2 separate regions of the Ovis aries genome follow, and region 2 is linked to region 1. Evidence: chromatin contacts called from public Hi-C data. All regions are on one chromosome and are shown on one strand. Each heading gives the region's core, a stretch centred on a gene start, on an enhancer-like site or on the middle of the called end of the contact. The rest is flanking DNA. Distances are from core to core; before and after follow the strand shown.

What was found. Hi-C and Micro-C count contacts between places; a contact is called where the count stands out from the background.
Region 2: a Hi-C map of mixed tissues shows a contact between it and region 1, with 3 times the contacts expected there. The contact joins the promoter of HTR7 here to the enhancer-like site in region 1. A contact is called at or near these places in 9 of 16 Hi-C or Micro-C datasets (blood, hypothalamus, mixed tissues and 5 more).

Annotation. Positions count from the first base shown.
Region 1 is chr22:12,205,328-12,210,020 of ARS-UI_Ramb_v3.0, forward strand. It overlaps HTR7 (5-hydroxytryptamine receptor 7), which reads right to left. Exons shown (of 5, transcript XR_009598031.1): 4 at 4,138-4,216; 5 at 1-2,181. Among named protein-coding and RNA genes, the nearest start is that of HTR7, 97 kb to the right of the region's middle. Within about 2 kb of position 2,029, at least 4 of the 54 cell types and tissues checked have an H3K27ac peak or open chromatin away from gene starts, as enhancers often do.
Region 2 is chr22:12,302,238-12,306,994 of ARS-UI_Ramb_v3.0, forward strand. It overlaps HTR7 (5-hydroxytryptamine receptor 7), which reads right to left and starts at 2,848. Exons shown (of 5, transcript XR_009598031.1): 1 at 1,840-2,848.

The DNA.
Region 1 (4,693 bases), core at 779-3,278:
GGTCAAGGGGTTCAAGTCAGGCATGATAAAGAACCAACTTTAATAACTAAGGTCCTAATAAAAAAAAACACACACACACACATATGAAAACCTGAATCAATCCAACTAACCATAAGGCCCTGCCTTAAACTACAGGGAAGAAACATGTCACTCCTTAAAAATCTCTACTGTGCTTACTATACTATATGGTGACAGGCTGAGAAAAGTGTCCCTTCTGATGTAAATTCCTCAAAAGTGAGGACTTGCTTTACCATCCCGGTTCCCTCAGTGTCCACAGTGCTGAATGCAGCAAGAACCTAACAAATGCTTATTAATCAAATCAAGGAATGAACAGTCACTATTTTTAAAAAGTTACAAAATGGATGCAATTAATTACAGAACTCTCTTAGCTACCTGTGAGGACTGCAGCAAATATATAAAGTTTGCCATTGTTAGTCTATGCAAAGTGACATTTGTAACATCAGACCATCAATTAAAAGTCATTATTTAAGTTGCTTTATTACAGCTACAAATAAACTTTATTTGATGTAATGTAATAAAACATTTTCAAATTTAACAACATTTACCTGACCAGAACGAATCATTTAAATTATGGATATAAGTATATACAGTTACTTCAGCAAATCCGCGGTTCAGGAATTGGTACAAGCTTTATCAGAAAGGACAGTGCCCACCTCCCCTTTCAGAGAGGCAGACCTTTCCTTGTGTGTGATAAGAAGCGAAGTCAGTGAAAGTTGGGAGAAATCTGCCATCCGTGCTGGAATTCCACATTATCCTGTGAGAAAACAGCTACACGTATTGCAGGGAAACAATATTCTCTTTCCATTCTCTCTTGTCAAATGAAGGTTTCCATTCATTTTGTCCCCTTAGAGGTACTCTTCTCTGATCTATTTTCTGTCTCCCTAACTCATTATTACATAGAACCATTAAAAAAAAAAATACCAAGTACAAAGTGAACTTTTCCATGTCCTGACCTGCCCTGAATATCTACCCACTTTAGGGAGGGACACGGGAGAAGAACAGAATTGACCAGGCACACATGTGATTTCAGATACAGAGAACACAAATACCAACCCTCTAGAAGGAACAGAATGGTACTACAGAGGCTTCCCAGCACTGCCCCAGGTGACCGCTGGGGCACACATACAACGCTGCTCAATGAGAATTAGCACAAGGACACTCCATCTCCAAAAGCATCACAGCCTGGCATGGAAACCCCATTGTTACCATCCTTTCCCCCCCAAACCTCAGAATTAGGAGCCAGCCCGCAGGCCCACAGCACCCAGGTGTAAAGAACAGTCACAAGTTCTGTGCCAACCATCATGTTCATGTCCAGGGCAGGAAGGCAGCCCTCGCTCTCCATCCAGGGAAAACTCCTCACAGGAGGAATGCCCCTCCCCTCTCAGAAGCCCCCAGGAGAAGAGTGAGCGAGCGTGATAAAAAAAAAAAAAAAAAAAGCTTTATTCAGGTTTTAAAATTCTCTCCATCCTGAGCTCTGTTCCTGAGTTACTCCAGAACGAGAAGCGAGTTAAAAAAGAAAGGAGGCTGGTGGGGACATCACAAGGACCCTGCAAAAAAGCCAAACTGTTTGACAGAAGCTTTGAACGGACACTGCTCTGGGAGATCATTTGTAGTAGCTGATGACTGGGTTCTGTTTTCTAATGTGGACATGCAATGTATTCATCACTAGGCTTACCGCAGTGGGCCGAGGAAAACACCCTCTGTCCCACAGCAAAATACATCTGTCTCATGAATGATTCCTGAATATTCACCACAAGGCCTAGACTCAAAAGCATGGGAAGTGTGCACTGGAACTTCTTCACTTGCACAGACTTGAACAGAAGCAAAGCACCAGAAACTGTGTTCTTTCTGGAACTCAGTTCTGTGTGTGCACTTGCAGCTGAGCCGATCAGGCCATTTTCACGTGCATACAGTAGCACGGATCCACAGAAAACAAGGAGAGGCTACCATCCCTCTCACGACATACTCTCAACAGTGGACATACTCTGCTGGTCATGTCTTAGCCATCCCAAGAAAGGACAGACGCCGCATTCCATTCCGAAGTCTCGGCAAATGATCGCATTCTGTTTCCACCTCTGTCTTGCCTTGTTTATTTCATCTCCATTATTCTGCTTTTGATCATGAATCATGACTTTTTTTCTACAGTAGTCACAGTTTTGTCTACAGAGAGAGAGAGAGAGAGAGAGAGAAAGAGGATGCAAGAAAATGATTTAGCAGAACTGTAATTGTGAGTTTTGTGGTGGGTGGATTTAATTCTTACAGCATTTGATAATTTGAATTATTTGTGGTTTCTAAGGGGATATGAGCTTCTAAGGGGGAAGAAAAATTGCTATGACTCTTGTCATATATTTCGTAACATCTGCAAGTTGCAGAGGCCTTAATATATTTGCAAATCAGCTCCAGATAACCCATTTAGAAGTTCACTTTTATAATATAGCCCCAAATGGCTCTATTCTCAATAATCCTTTCAAAATACTACTGCACTTGCTGTGCCTGAAAAGAATAACGATATCTACAATGGGAAGTGTCCTCCTCTTCAAACTTAGAAGGGTGCATTACAGTAAACCATCTGTGCAGAGACTCAGAAGCCCCTCCTTCCTAGCTTCCTTCCTCCCAGATTCACAGAAATGGCATGAGTCAGGAGAAGTCTTAGCCAACAGCTGCAGAAAAGTCCCTTTCTCCTTAGTGCAGAGGCAAATCCCTCTAAACGCCTCTAACTCAGTACCTTCACAGGACGTCTCAACTTACCAAACTACATCTCTGTGCTTGAGAGCTGGGTCTCAGAGGGTTTGGGGCCTCTGCCTCCCCATCCCATTGAAAGTACCTCCCCACGTGGCTGTCAAGACTTGAGGAGTCTCCCTGGTGACAGGATCAGTTTCTCCATAAGACACCAACTCTCAATTTGTTCCTCACCCCCACCACGGTGCCTGAGGGGAAGCACCATGCTCTGGCTTTGACCCACGGATCCAGGCTGCTGGGTAGCTAGGAAAAGGCACTGAGAAGAGGCTGTGTCCCCCTCCCCCAGGGCTCTACACTTACTCTTGCCCCAGGGCCTCTGCCTCTTCTCCGTACAGGGGAGACTGCAGTTCCTCTGAGGCTCACAGCGGCTCATGAGCTTTACTGAATCCCTCAGGCTCCAGCACCATCTCTGAAGCTCCCCTTTCCTCACAACCTACCTGTTAGTTTCCAAATGTCCAGACATCCTGGGTCTCTTTCCCAGTCTGGATGCCCACCTTCCTCGGGCAGGCCTCATCACTTTTATGTTGGTCTCCTACCTGTTTCCCTTCTCCTACTGTGAACTCCTATTTATCCAGTAGATCTTTTCTCACTCCAGCTCAAAAACCTTCATTCCTCTCCCCACCCATTTTGCCCACATGCCCTCCAAGTTGACCCCAATCTACCCAGCTTCCAGGTCCTACTGAAGACACAGCCAAGGGTCTTATTGTGTCTCTGTCCACTTCTAAGTCCCTCTGTCCATACTGTCCCCTCTTCTTGGAGTAGCCCCCAACCCACCTCCACCTCTGCCATCCCTTAATCCTACTCTTTATTCAAGACCCACCCCAAAGATCATCTCCTTCATGATGATATTTCCTTCATCATGGATATTTTCTTCCTAAGACATCCCCCTGAGGCTTATTTTTCTTGTAGACATGTTTATACTGCTTGATTTTATCTTGTGCTGTGTGTATTTAACTGTCTACTAAGAAAACAAACAAAAATATTAGAAAGAAGCAAGTGAGGTCAATTGCCTCCCTTTCTTACTTTAAAGAGACGCTACAAAGTTAAAATGTAGGCAAATACAAAGCAGGAAGTGAACAAGTTATTATTAGTACTAATTGATGATTTAATAAAAATAAAGAGCTGAATTTCAGCTCCAATGATGAGGAAAATACTACTCAGGGGAAAGAAAATTAATGAAACAACCAACTTTTTGTTTGGCTTTGTCTTTAAGACAACATCCTACCACAGACATCCAGGGTTTCAAGAGCCGTGATGTATCTTCGCAATTTTCAACAGGACCCATTTCATCTTTTTTTTTTTTAATCACTAGTAAGTGATCCCTTGCCCATAAAGACAAGGCAGATTCAGTCTGAATTCCTAAGCTTCAGTACTCACCATGGAGCAGCATTCAGGACAAGAACTCAAGAGGCCTCCGCTACAACTGCAATGGGCAGGGACTGTAAGAGTCTTTTTGCTGGGAAGAAGGGAGAAGGGAAGGCAGAGCTTCTTGAAAACAATATCATGACATTTTTTTACACGGAAGTATTTTAGAAATTGCTGTTCAATACTGTTCACAGTAATGGTGTTGAAGAACAAAAGTCATCCAAATGTGACACTTAAAAGCCATTTAGCTTTTTGGCAATTCAAAGCAAATCCATAAATAAAGTCATCAAATTTAAAAAAAAAAAAAAGTCCCTGCTTCTATCACATTATCACATTTGGTTTTATATTATCCGTATCTGGATACTTGTGAAAAGGTGACAAAGGCTATAATTTAGGGTAGTACATTATAATTACCAGTGAAGTATTTATAGCCTTTTCCCTCTATTCACTCCCTAGCCAAGGAAGACTCCCGAGTGCCTGCCAGACTCCTGAGCCTCCCATTATGCAGATCAAAAAAATGGGGAAATATTTGGAAGCAGCAATACACAAGCTAGTAGATTGTTTATAC
Region 2 (4,757 bases), core at 1,598-4,097, 98 kb after region 1:
TAGTTGAAGAAGAAATTAGAAGCTCTTGCCAAGAAGGATTAACCTGTCTCTGTACTGGAGATGTTCCTGCTGCTGCTAAGTTGCACATGCATCATGAGTAAAGAAAGCCTTTAGCTTGCATACAGGAATCTCAGGGTGACCCCAGGAAACAATAAGCACATTGTGCTATTTGTTTATGATTTATCAATTGTGAAATTGAAAAAAAAGATTATAAATGCATTACCTGCAGTCGAAATTATTTTTATTACATTAAGCTCCATTGAAAAGGGCTCCATTCATACAAGAAGCACAGTTTTGGCTGGATGAACAGTCAGATTTTTACACTTATAATTCAAGCATATACTTACTACGTATATTGAGTGCACTCTCCTAGTTCCTGTTACCGCAGTCAGACTATAAATGTGTATTTGTGGTCATGCTTAACTACAGTAATTCAGAACTTCAACTGTCAAGTTTGGAGCTAATATTCTCACGTAGGCAGTTCATGTTCTACTCTTAAAAATAATTCCTTATTTGCTATCAGAAACTCCTAATATAATACACAAAATAGCAGTATCAATTTTTTTAATAATCTATATCTTTAACTAAATGCACTTTTTTCCCTGAAAAAATATCCCCTTCGTTCAGTAACTATAAACCCTGGTGAAGCAGTAAAACAGCAGAACGTATCAAATATATACAAAACACACAGAGAAAACAGCCGTGTTTACAGCGAGGAAAAGAAGGAAAATCTCAGTTTTGTGCTAACTATCCTTTGAGACATTTTTTTAAAATGTGGAGGCACCAATTATTTCTCCTTTGCTGGAAGGTCTACACATTTAAAGGTTCCGTAGGTCCACTAAGAAAATAAGCAACTGTTTCTCTGTATCATCAAACACAACAGGATACCAGTCCTGTGCCGATTTTAGAACACTAACAAAATTCTGTGAATATTAGGATTTAACATTTCAGTTTCAAGAGAAGCAAAGAGTTATTTTGTCTCCAAAGAGCATTAGACCCATACTCCAAATTGTCAATTGCACAATATCTCTAGCACTGAAGGCTAGCTCCATCGCAGAATCTTACAATGCTAGAGTCTGAAGAAACCTTGCAGGTCTCCTATTCCTTTCTCCTACTCCAATCTGACACCCAAGACAGGGATTTTTTCCTCAGCATCCCTGACAGATGGTCAGTCTCTGTTTCAATTACTCCAGTGGGGGAGTTCTCAAGAGAAGATTCCCAAGGGATATGATGAAATGCTAGAATCAACCATTCAGACAGGGAGTACAGCTCCAATAAGCCTGTAGATACAGACAGCGTTGCCAGACACCAAAACCAGACTTCCAAAAGAAAGTGATTCAGAATCAGCAACGTTAAGACATGTAGACTCCCCAATCCTGGGACCACCCTAGGTCTTTTTATTGGCTTGGGACGTAGCGCCTACAATCTGGGAAGCAAGGTGGCTTTTCTCCTGCTGGTTTCTTAAGGAACTGATTCTTTCAGGCTCACAGCAAGGGTTTGTTAGGCTCAGAGAGGATCAAATTTCTTCCTTCTGAAAACCAAGCCAAGGGACCCCCTGGTGGAATTGCTAATGCTTAAAATACTCCTAACTTTGGTCTTAAAATTCTCACTGCAATAAACCAGGGCATTTCAAGCTCTTCTTTTAAAGGTATATACAGGCTAAGCTGTAACTGAAGTAGTTTGGTTGGTGTAAGGTTGACGTGTGGGGGTTGATGGTTTAAGCGCAGCCCTTCATCCCGCCGTGAAGTCTGGTTTATCTGACCAGGAAAGGCGAGCGCGCGGGGCTAAGCTGACAGCACACCCCCTGCCGGACCCCGTCACAGGGCTGCCGGCCCTTACCTGTCGATGCTGATCACGCACAGGGTCATGATCGAGGCCGTGCAGCACATGACGTCCATGGCGATAAAGACGTTACAGAAGAAACGGCCAAAGATCCACTCGCCCCCAATAAGGTCGGTGACGCTGACGAAGGGCATGACCGCCACGGCCACCGAAAGGTCGGCCAGCGCCAGGGACACGATCAGGTAGTTGGAGGGCTGCCGGAGCTTTTTGACGAAGCACACCGAAATCACCACCAGGCAGTTGCCGGCGATCGTCAGCAGCGTGATGAGCGTCAGGATGGAGCCGATCACAACTTTCTCGGCTCGGCCGTAGTTGATCTGCTCCCAACAGCCGGAGGTATTGTCCCGCGGCGCGTCCCGGATGGGCCCGGGGCTAGCCGTCACCTCCACGACCCCGTGCAGCAGGTGCGGCGCCCAGGAGCCCGCGACCGGGCCGGCGCCGTCGGGGCTCAGGTCGGGCAGCCCGCGCCCCACCTCCGGCAGGAAGAAAGAGCGGAGGTGCCCGTAGAGGTCCGGGCGGCCGCTGCTATTAACGTCCATCATCGTGCCGCTGTGCGCCGCTGCCCATGGAGCCGGCGCCCCCCGCCAAGCGCTGCGGCTGCCGGCCCGGGGGCTTCACCTCGCCGGTTCCGCTCCGCTCGGCCCAGCCATGAGGCCCGCGCCGACCGCAGGGGGGCGCCCCGGCTCGGCCTCGCGGCTCCGCACGTCCCGGTCCCGCAGCCGCAGCGGACAGCACGGGAGCGCGGCCGCCCCGGGGACTACTTGCAGGACGCGTCTCCAGCACCCGACGGACGCCTGGGACGCGCGGGTTCGCAAGCCGGCGGGCCCGGCTCGGCCGGCCACACCGCAGTCCGCAGCCCGCAGCCGCCGCGCCGCTCGGCCGAGAGCGCCCGGGAGGCAGCGGCAGAAGTTGCGGAGTGCGCCCCGCCCCTCGCGCCCGCCGCCGCCGCCGCCGCCGCCGCCGCTCCCCTGCGGCAGCCACGCCGCGTCCCCGTCGCCGCCGCCGCGTCCGGCCGCTGACCGCGCGCCCCGGGATCCCGGACGGGCTTCCCCCGCTGGGCCTGGGCCGCCGCCTCTCCCGCGCCTCCCCTCACCCACTGGGCGGCGGGGTGGTGCTCCTGGCGCCTCCCGGGATCCCGAGCCGCCTCGCCCGGGGCATCTTTCTTTCCGCTGGAGGCTCACAAGCCCTCCGACAGACCCGAATCCCCTTGCAGTAGTAAAGATAGTTTGGTGGGGGAGGACTAGGGAGCCAGCGGATGTCCGGACTCATTGCAAAATGAAGAATCTGGGGAGGAATTTTTTTTTTTTCAATCTTAATTTTTAAAAAGACCAAAAAAAAAACAAAACCCTTTCTGAGCACTATACCAAGCAACAGATAATTTCCTATTCTTATTTTGACCACTGATGGGAGAAAGCGAAGATGAAAAAAGAGAAGCAGCTGGATGGGGCGGGGGTGAGAGCTCAGATGGAGTAAAGGGACAGCGAGGGACGTCTTAGGGTCCTGGCACCTAGGAGGAGCTAGGGGCTCTGGAGAAGGCTCTGGAAAAGGACCTTCAAAGAGCTTTAAAAAACCCATTGTGACAACCCCGCCCCCCGCCCAGGCGTCTAGAAACCGGCCTTTCCCCTCTGAATATAGCTGCTGCTGCTGCTGCTGCTGCTGAGTCTCTTCAGTCGTGTCCGACTCTGTGCGACCCCATAAGACAGCAGCCCACCAGGCTCCCGCGTCGCTGGGATTCTCCAGGCAAGAACATTGGAGTGGGTTGCCATTTCCTTCTCCAATGCATTACAGTGAAAAGTGAAAGTGAAGTCACTTAGTCGTGTCCGACTCTTCGTGACCCCATGGATTGCACCCTTCCAGGCTCCTCCGCCCATGGGATTTTCCAGGCAAGAGTACTGGAGTGGGGTGCCATTGCCTTCTCCATCTGAATATAGACCTTGGCTGTATTCAGACTTCATAGCCTATGTTCAGACTTCAGAGCCTAATATATTGAAGTATTTACAGCCTAATATTTTGAAATGAGGGCTAATTCTCCACGGCGTTCTGGAAATCTTGCACATAGGAAATGACCACTTATAATGTTCTGCAGAAGAATCCTGGAGATGTATGTTGATTTAATCCCTATTGCCTAAAATCCCCTTGGTATTGAAACCCAGTCAGGGTGGAGCTGGTTTTTTTATTTGTGAGACTTATTTCATTCCATTTTGTTCAAATATTTTATCGGAAGCTAGCAGTGATTTCTTTAAAGACCCTTAAAAATAAGCAAATCTGTTTTCTAGTTAGGCCCTACTGCTACTGCTAAGTCACTTCAGTTGTGTCCGACTCTGTGTGACCCCATAGACGGCAGCCCACCAGGCTCCCCGGTCCCTGGGATTCTCCAGGCAAGAGCACTGGAGTGGGTTGCCATTTCCTTCTCCAGTGCATGAAAGTGAAAAATGAAAGGGAAGTCGTTCAGTCATATCCAACTCCTTGCAACACCATGGACAGCAGCCCACCAGGCTCCTCTGTCCATGGGATTCTCCAGGCAAGAGTACTGGAGTGGGGTGCCATCGCCTTCTCCAGTTAGGCCCTAGCGTATCATAAATAAGAAGAAAGGGAACAGAAACCTCAGAATGTATTGATGTGAGTGCTGGGTTGGGTAACACTTCATTCTTCAAGGGTTTTCATTTGTCCTGTTTTTCCAGATAAGGGAACAGTTGCTATTTCAGTCAGCTGGTAATAGGTTTCCAACCCAGGTTATTCTGATTACTATGTTCATATTCTTCCCTCTAAACATTCACAAAAATATTTTTAAGTGGAAAAAACTAAATCCCTAAATCTTGGGCCAATATTGACAGCTCTTTCACTACTGTGAATGTGTCATGGGGCTCTCCTCTGTTTGGGGTAGGCAGATCAGTATATTCAGAGGAAGAGTGGAA